2 separate regions of the Capsicum annuum genome follow, and region 1 is linked to region 2. A link is a contact called in public Hi-C data. All regions are on one chromosome and are shown on one strand. The core of a region is the stretch at or near the end of the contact, and the rest is flanking DNA. Distances in the headings are between cores, read along the strand shown. Region 1 has its middle 150 kb from the start of LOC124895893. Region 2 has its middle 7.3 kb from the start of LOC124895893.

What was found. Hi-C and Micro-C count contacts between places; a contact is called where the count stands out from the background.
Region 1: a contact with region 2 is called in a Hi-C map of leaf, with 3 times the contacts expected there. The contact joins two enhancer-like sites. A contact is called at or near these places in 2 of 5 Hi-C or Micro-C datasets (leaf and pericarp).

The regions. Positions count from the first base shown.
Region 1 is chr2:85,141,961-85,145,437 of UCD10Xv1.1, forward strand. It overlaps the pseudogene LOC107857848. Among protein-coding and RNA genes, the nearest start is that of LOC124895893, 150 kb to the left of the region's middle. Within about 2 kb of position 1,296, at least 5 of the 5 cell types and tissues checked have an H3K27ac peak or open chromatin away from gene starts, as enhancers often do. A contact at or near this core is called in leaf, where this site is marked.
Region 2 is chr2:84,999,659-85,003,162 of UCD10Xv1.1, forward strand. No RefSeq gene overlaps it. Among protein-coding and RNA genes, the nearest start is that of LOC124895893, 7.3 kb to the left of the region's middle. Within about 2 kb of position 1,608, at least 4 of the 5 cell types and tissues checked have an H3K27ac peak or open chromatin away from gene starts, as enhancers often do. A contact at or near this core is called in leaf, where this site is marked.

The sequences.
Region 1 (3,477 bases), core at 46-2,545, 140 kb after region 2:
AAGATATATACACGTGTATATATCTTCTATAGAAGTGTATATTTAACATATACATGTGTATATGTTTTATAAATTAGTATATAAGTATATCTATATATATTGTAATGTATATATATTGTAGTATATTTTATAAGTAGTAGTATGTATACATTGAATGGTGCGTATATATGAGTAATTGACTAATTGTTTATATATTTTTTAAATTCTAATGTTGTATATACTATATATATAGTGTATATATATTATTTAACGTATTTATAATGTATATAGGTGGATATATGTAATGTATATTGAAAGAATTTTTTTTTTTTTTTTTATATTTTTGACTGGGTTTGACCGATTTTTTAATCGGGTTTGATCGAGTTTTGATGGGTTTGACCGAGTTGGATTAAGTGGGCCAAGTTAGGGTGGATTTTGAATTTTTTACTGTTTGACCCGGCCCGACCTATCTAGCGCCAAAACCAATTCTCAACCCGATTAAAATAAAAAGGTCGGTTTCGAGTTGGCTCAGCCCGACCCGTTTGACACCCATAGTGTGAAGGAGGGAGTACTAGTTTCTTTCAACAGAAGTGTCATATCAGACAAGTAAACGAGAATAGAGAATAGAGAATAGAAAACATACAACACACTCTCTCTAACCTTTTCTTGCAACAAATTAACCTCTCTGTAAGTCACAAGTTTTCTTGTGTAATACAATCTTTCAAAACCCAGCAAAAAGCTCCATTATACCATTACTTCATATTCAACTCCACACATCTATTTGGTCGAAAGAAACCAAAAAGAAAAAAAATATTTATAGGCCATGGTCTAATTTTGGCTCAGTTGAGAGAAAGTTAAACGAAATTCTTCTCTCTCTTTTTTTTTTTTTTTTTCCTTTTATACTTTACTTGTATGGTTGTTTGACCTGTAGGGAAAGAAATGTGGAATCTAAACAACTCTCCAGATCATAGAAGGGATGATGGATCAGAAGAAGGTAAAGGTGTTGGATCCGTTTCGAATTCAAGCTCATCAGCTGTTGAGGAATTATATGGTTCAGAGGAAGAAGATAATGATCAAGCAGAGGAAAATGGAGAAATTAAAGGCAAGAAAAAGAGAAGTACTCCTAGTAAAATATTTGGCTTTTCTATGACAGCACCAACAAACAATGACAATTTGTCGTCGGAGAATGTAGCACCGGTTACCCGGCAGTTTTTCCCGGTAGATGAGTCGGAAAATAATGGAACTGAGAATTTTGAGGGTGATGATAGATCTTGTATACTTCCAAGGGCTCATTGGGCTGGAGTAAAATTCTATCAACCGGAGCCATCAGGTGTTTATCAGTTGTCGCAGCAACAGCTGCCGGTGCAGCCAATGAAAAAGAGCAGGCGTGGTCCAAGGTCTAGGAGTTCACAGTACCGTGGTGTTACTTTTTATCGAAGAACTGGCCGCTGGGAATCACATATATGGTAAGCTCTCTTCTTTGCCATTGAAATCTCACTGAGGAGTTTCAACGCACTCGACCAAAAAAATCTTTGTCTACCTACTCGTGAACTCTGGTTAAGGATAATGCCAGTTCATTTGCTTTTTCTCATACGTTGTTTTGGCTTTTTTCCTTTTCTCGATTTTTCCAACTTGAACTTTGTCCATATATATACTTGCTTTTCTCATTCGTTTGCATCTCTCAGGGATTGTGGAAAACAAGTTTATTTAGGTACGTTTTCTTCATTTAATTTTTGAGCTGAAATTGTAGTTAAATTAGTCATCTCCTTATCCTTGAAAATTAATGTCACATGATATTAATCTTTGTAGGTGGATTTGATACAGCCCATGCTGCAGCTCGGTGAGCTCTTTGATTGGTTAAATTAACTTTTTCTTTAAAACTTTGGCATTGTAGTTTTATTTGAAACGGGAGAAGAAAAAACCTTATAGAGATTGAAAAATGTGTTGTTGCAGTGCGTATGATAGGGCAGCAATAAAGTTCCGGGGAGTGGAGGCGGACATAAACTTTAACCTGGAAGATTATGAGGAAGACTTAAAACAGGTAGGTTCATGATATGATCAAGTCTTGCTAGTTGGAGTACTTGCTACTTTTATTTTTAGTAGTGACCTACCCTTATCCTCAACAATTGTTTTCATTAGAGGTTTAGAATTTGAATTTAATGAGTTAGAATTTTAGATTCTAATAACAATACCGATAATACACTTGAAAATATAAATTTAGAATTTAATAACTATATATGGAGTTATTTCAGACATATACATCTATATCTATATTTCAAAGTGATGCAATATTCAACCGAGCCAAATGGTGCTATGCTCTATTTGCCTAAACCCATATGGAGCTGAAACCATATTAATATTTTGACCCGAAATAGATACAATGGACGGTTGGAAATTGAATGAGAAACATTTTGAATTTACTGATCTTCTTTGTGTTGTAATATTTTTTTCCGTTTGGTGTATATATGATGCAGATGAAGAATCTAACAAAGGAAGAATTTGTGCATGTACTACGGAGGCAAAGTACTGGTTTTCCAAGGGGAAGTTCCAAGTATAGAGGGGTGACCTTGCACAAATGTGGTAGATGGGAGGCTAGAATGGGCCAGTTATTGGGCAAAAAGTAAAACATTGTCTTAATTTTGTTTCAATTCATTTTCACGTGAATAATCATAGTAATTTTGTTGTCAATGCCACTAACTCCTTGCTTTTGCTTATTAATTTCCTGTTTTCTAATTCTTTTTGAATAGGTACGTTTATTTGGGACTCTTTGATACTGAAAATGAAGCTGCCAGGTTTGTGTAAAATTATAGTGCTGAATTAATTTCTCTTTGCCAACTAAGCATTAGAGTGACTAGTACTAATATTTCTAATATATTCTTTTTATAGGGCTTATGATAAAGCTGCCATCAAGTGTAATGGCAAGGATGCAGTCACTAACTTCGATCCTAGCATTTATGAAAATGAACTTTATTCAACTGGTAAATCGTAAATATGTGTATACCATTTCTTGTCTTTGCTTCCTAATAAATGCTTAAAAGATTTTTCTTACAACCCACAAGAGGGTTGGTGTTGATGTGGTGATTCAATATCTTACCCCTTAATTAAGAGGTTGGGGGTTCGATCCCCACCTCTGGTGAATGGAGAAAATTCTGTGGCCAGTTCTCTATCGCTTAGTGTGCTGACCGTGGAATGGAGGATTAGTCTCACGACTGTCGGCTGTGAGGATACCTTGAAAAATCAAAAAAAGAAAAAAAAAAAAATTTCTGACAAACCTTCATAAATATGCTTTTCAGAATCTACTAGATTAGTCTCACGACTGTCGACTGTAGGGTACCTTGAAAAATTAAAAAAATAAAAAAAAAATTCTGACAAAACTTCATAAATATGCTTTTCAGAATCAACTAATAAGGCAGCAGATCATAGCCTTGACTTGAGCTTGGGTAGTTCCAGCTCAAAGCAAAGCAGACGAGAAACGGAACATACTTATAAGGATCAAAA
Region 2 (3,504 bases), core at 358-2,857:
TTAGTCCCGTGTATTCAAGAAACCAAGTAGGTCAACGAGGTTTTTGGTTTAGTTGTCATTTCCTAAAATTAGACTTTGAAGCCTTCAATGGCCGAATTTGAAGTTTAACCACTTTTGTTACTCTTTTCATCTGAAATTACTTATCATGTTTTTTTACACACTTCTTAAAAAATATTAATTAGGAGAGATTTTAAATTATTTTACCTTTACTTATGTTTTTAGATCTATTCTTTCATTGAATGTTTATTTTGTTTATATGTCATCCTGAGGTGCTTGTAGCAAAAACAGTAAAATTGAAAAAAAAAAAAAAAGGCACATAATTAATTTTATAACTTCTAAAATAGCAAATAATTTTAAATATATTTTTGAAAAGCACTAAATAATTTGAGATGAAAGGAGTACCTATTTCATCTCTAATCTTAAAAAGGAAATGTTAATCTTTTTTTTCCTTCATTTTTTTCTATTGCATTAGAATCAAAGAAGGGAAAGGGAATAGTGAGATTATCTATCGAGGTCATACTAAACGTTCTAGATGTGCACTCTCCTTTTAAATAGTTAAACTTCTCGGAAAATATATTTAGTTTCTTATTAAAATGAAGGCCATTCTACAAATATGAAAAGCTCTAGAAAACCATATTAAAATGAAGGCCATTCTACAAATATGAAAAGCTCTCGAAAACCATGTGTACGTAGGAGGAATAATCTGCATTGCAAGAAATCTTGTGTATTTTATTTATAGATTTTCTATTTTTTAAGTGTTTTGATTTCTTGTAAAAGGGGTCATATTACAAATATAATAAAAATATTTAGAATATTGAATTAAAAAATTAAATCTCCCAAGAATTGTATATAAATATAATAAATAATTATTATAGAGAAAATAGCTTCAATGCCCTCTTACAATTTTGAATAAAGAATGATTCTACAAAAAATATCTTATATTTAATGATTTTTTGTGAAAATGGTCATTAAAATAACTAACATGACAAAAATTATTGAATTCGTGTATTCCTATTATTTGCATCATTTACCTGCCTTTCCTATGCTAAAAGTGTTCCATTCTCTGCTGCCGACTCCGCAATTATTTAGTTTCCTATTTCATGTTAATTTCCCTTCTCTCTCTGCACCAGTTGTATTCATCCTCAAACCAACACTTGTACTCTCTCATTCTCTAATTAATGTTGTGGTTTCAAAAATAGTTATTTTAAAGATCAAACATATCATCAGATTTTTTAACTTGTCATAAATTTTTATTTTTAATATCTAAAATGAACGTTGTTCATTTTTAATACCTTAAGTAGTCATTAATTGTGTTATTTTGATACTTTTTACATAACCAATAAAAATATATTATGTCTGTGTGTTATACACGTTAGTGACGTGTAAAGTGACGAATAAAATACAGGTATTTATCGTTTCTCTTCAAATAAATTTTTAAATAACTAATTTTAATTAAAACAAAAATATACCAATTAAATATTGACACTTGATATTTTTAACCCAAATAAGTATAAAAAGAAATTTACCTCCACCCCCGCCAATCCCAATCTATCTTCTCCAACCGACCCTCCCACCCCCACCCCTCAATCGTCTTCTCCAAGGCCCACCACTGTGTCACCTCCTCCCCCCGCTCCAACCCCAACCTCAATCCCCCACAATCAAAATCTTCTCTTCAATTATCTCCACATACAAATTATTTTTTAAAAAAAAAAATAGAAGAAAAAAATTGTTAAGAAATTATTTCATTAAAAATCTGTTAATAGCTTTCACAATTGGAGGAAATTTTTACAATCGAATTACATTTAACATTATTCATTTTTGTATGTTAACTCTAAAATCTATCTTAAAACTTTTCACCATTGAAGGAGCTTAAAATTGAGTAAAATTGAGGCAAAACTTGAGCTAAAATAAGTGATTGAAAATTATGAATTTATAAAAATTGAAAGAAGAAGAAAATGGTAGATTAATTCTCCACCATTTTTTATTGTCTTAAGGATGAAGCCATGATTGTGTGAATGGTTGATGGATAATAATAAGTGTTGGAGGAGATCAAAAGGAAGAAGAAGAAGAAGCAAAAAAAAATAGTAATACTTAAGTTGTTCACGCACTCAAAGTGTGTGCAAGACACAATGTAGCAAGTCAACAAAATGTGTCAAAGTGACACAGTTCATAATTACTTAAGGTGTTAAAAATAAACACCGTTCACTTTAGATGTCAAAGTAAAAGATCGTGTCAAGTTAAAGGATCTAGCGATGTGTTTGGCCTATTTTAAATTATTTATTATTTTGAAAGGTTAAAATAAAATTATTTATTTATTAGTACAATTTATCAGTGATAGTTATTACGCTTGAATAATCAAAACACCTGAATTATAAGATAATGTTATGATTGTTCAGATATTAATGAAGAATAAAATAGTTTAAAACCCTTTTAATTCGTATTTTTTAAAAAATGTAAAAAAAATTATGATAGATAATTTGAGAGACATGTATCAGATGACGGATATTAACATATGGATTACAGTTCTAATTAGCAACTCCTTGTAGCCGGGAATTTTCAAATGGAACACGTCTTGTTGAAACTGAATTTGAGTGGACTTGGGCATGAAATTTCATGTCAATCAATAAGATTGCCTCACAAAGTTAAATGTTTTTGATTTGCGAGAAAAAGTCGTGCAAATAACTATAGTAGAAGCAATAAAGCCTTTGATTTAATCTTCATAACAATAAGAATAGAAAAGATGATCTAGAAAGCGTTCATACGATAATTTCTTTCGTTGCATTTGTAAAAAATATCTGATCTTTCAATTTTGTCAATAAAATAAAATAGATGTGGTTGGATACATGTCTAAATCACCTCGTGACTTATAAACAATCCTAGCCTTTCGTGCAAATACATTTTTATTCGAGGGCAAACCTCCCCCTAAGTTATGCTCCTCTCGTTCGAATTTGCTTATTATGTTTTGATTTAGCACACTTATTCAAAATACAATGACTTGTATAATGATTTTATCATATTACTCCAATTAATTTATGTTTAGTAGAGGTGTGACAATTCGAGTATTCGAATCGATTCAAAGAAATTTGGATAATTCAATTTAAATTATACAATTTGAATTGATTTACGAATTTAATTTTAGAATATTTTAATTATTTGAATTGAATTTGGTTGTGGATGTTTATAATTCGAATCGATTAAATTTATACATGCATACATACACACACACATATATACATACATACACGTATGTGTGTGTACAATAATAATAATGGTATTTAATAGTATTTATTAATTACTTATAAATGTAAAGAATAGAACTTGGGTCTAACTCAACCTGAAAAGGCTAGTTCATGAGAAGAGGATTGCTCAAATCCATATAAGTAGATCGTCAACCCATTTCCTAATCAATATAGAACTTTCACTCACTTCAACGCACCCGTTCACGTCTAGGGCTCAATTGTTGCATGGATCGGAAGCCCAAACTGAGTTGGACCTGACGTTGAT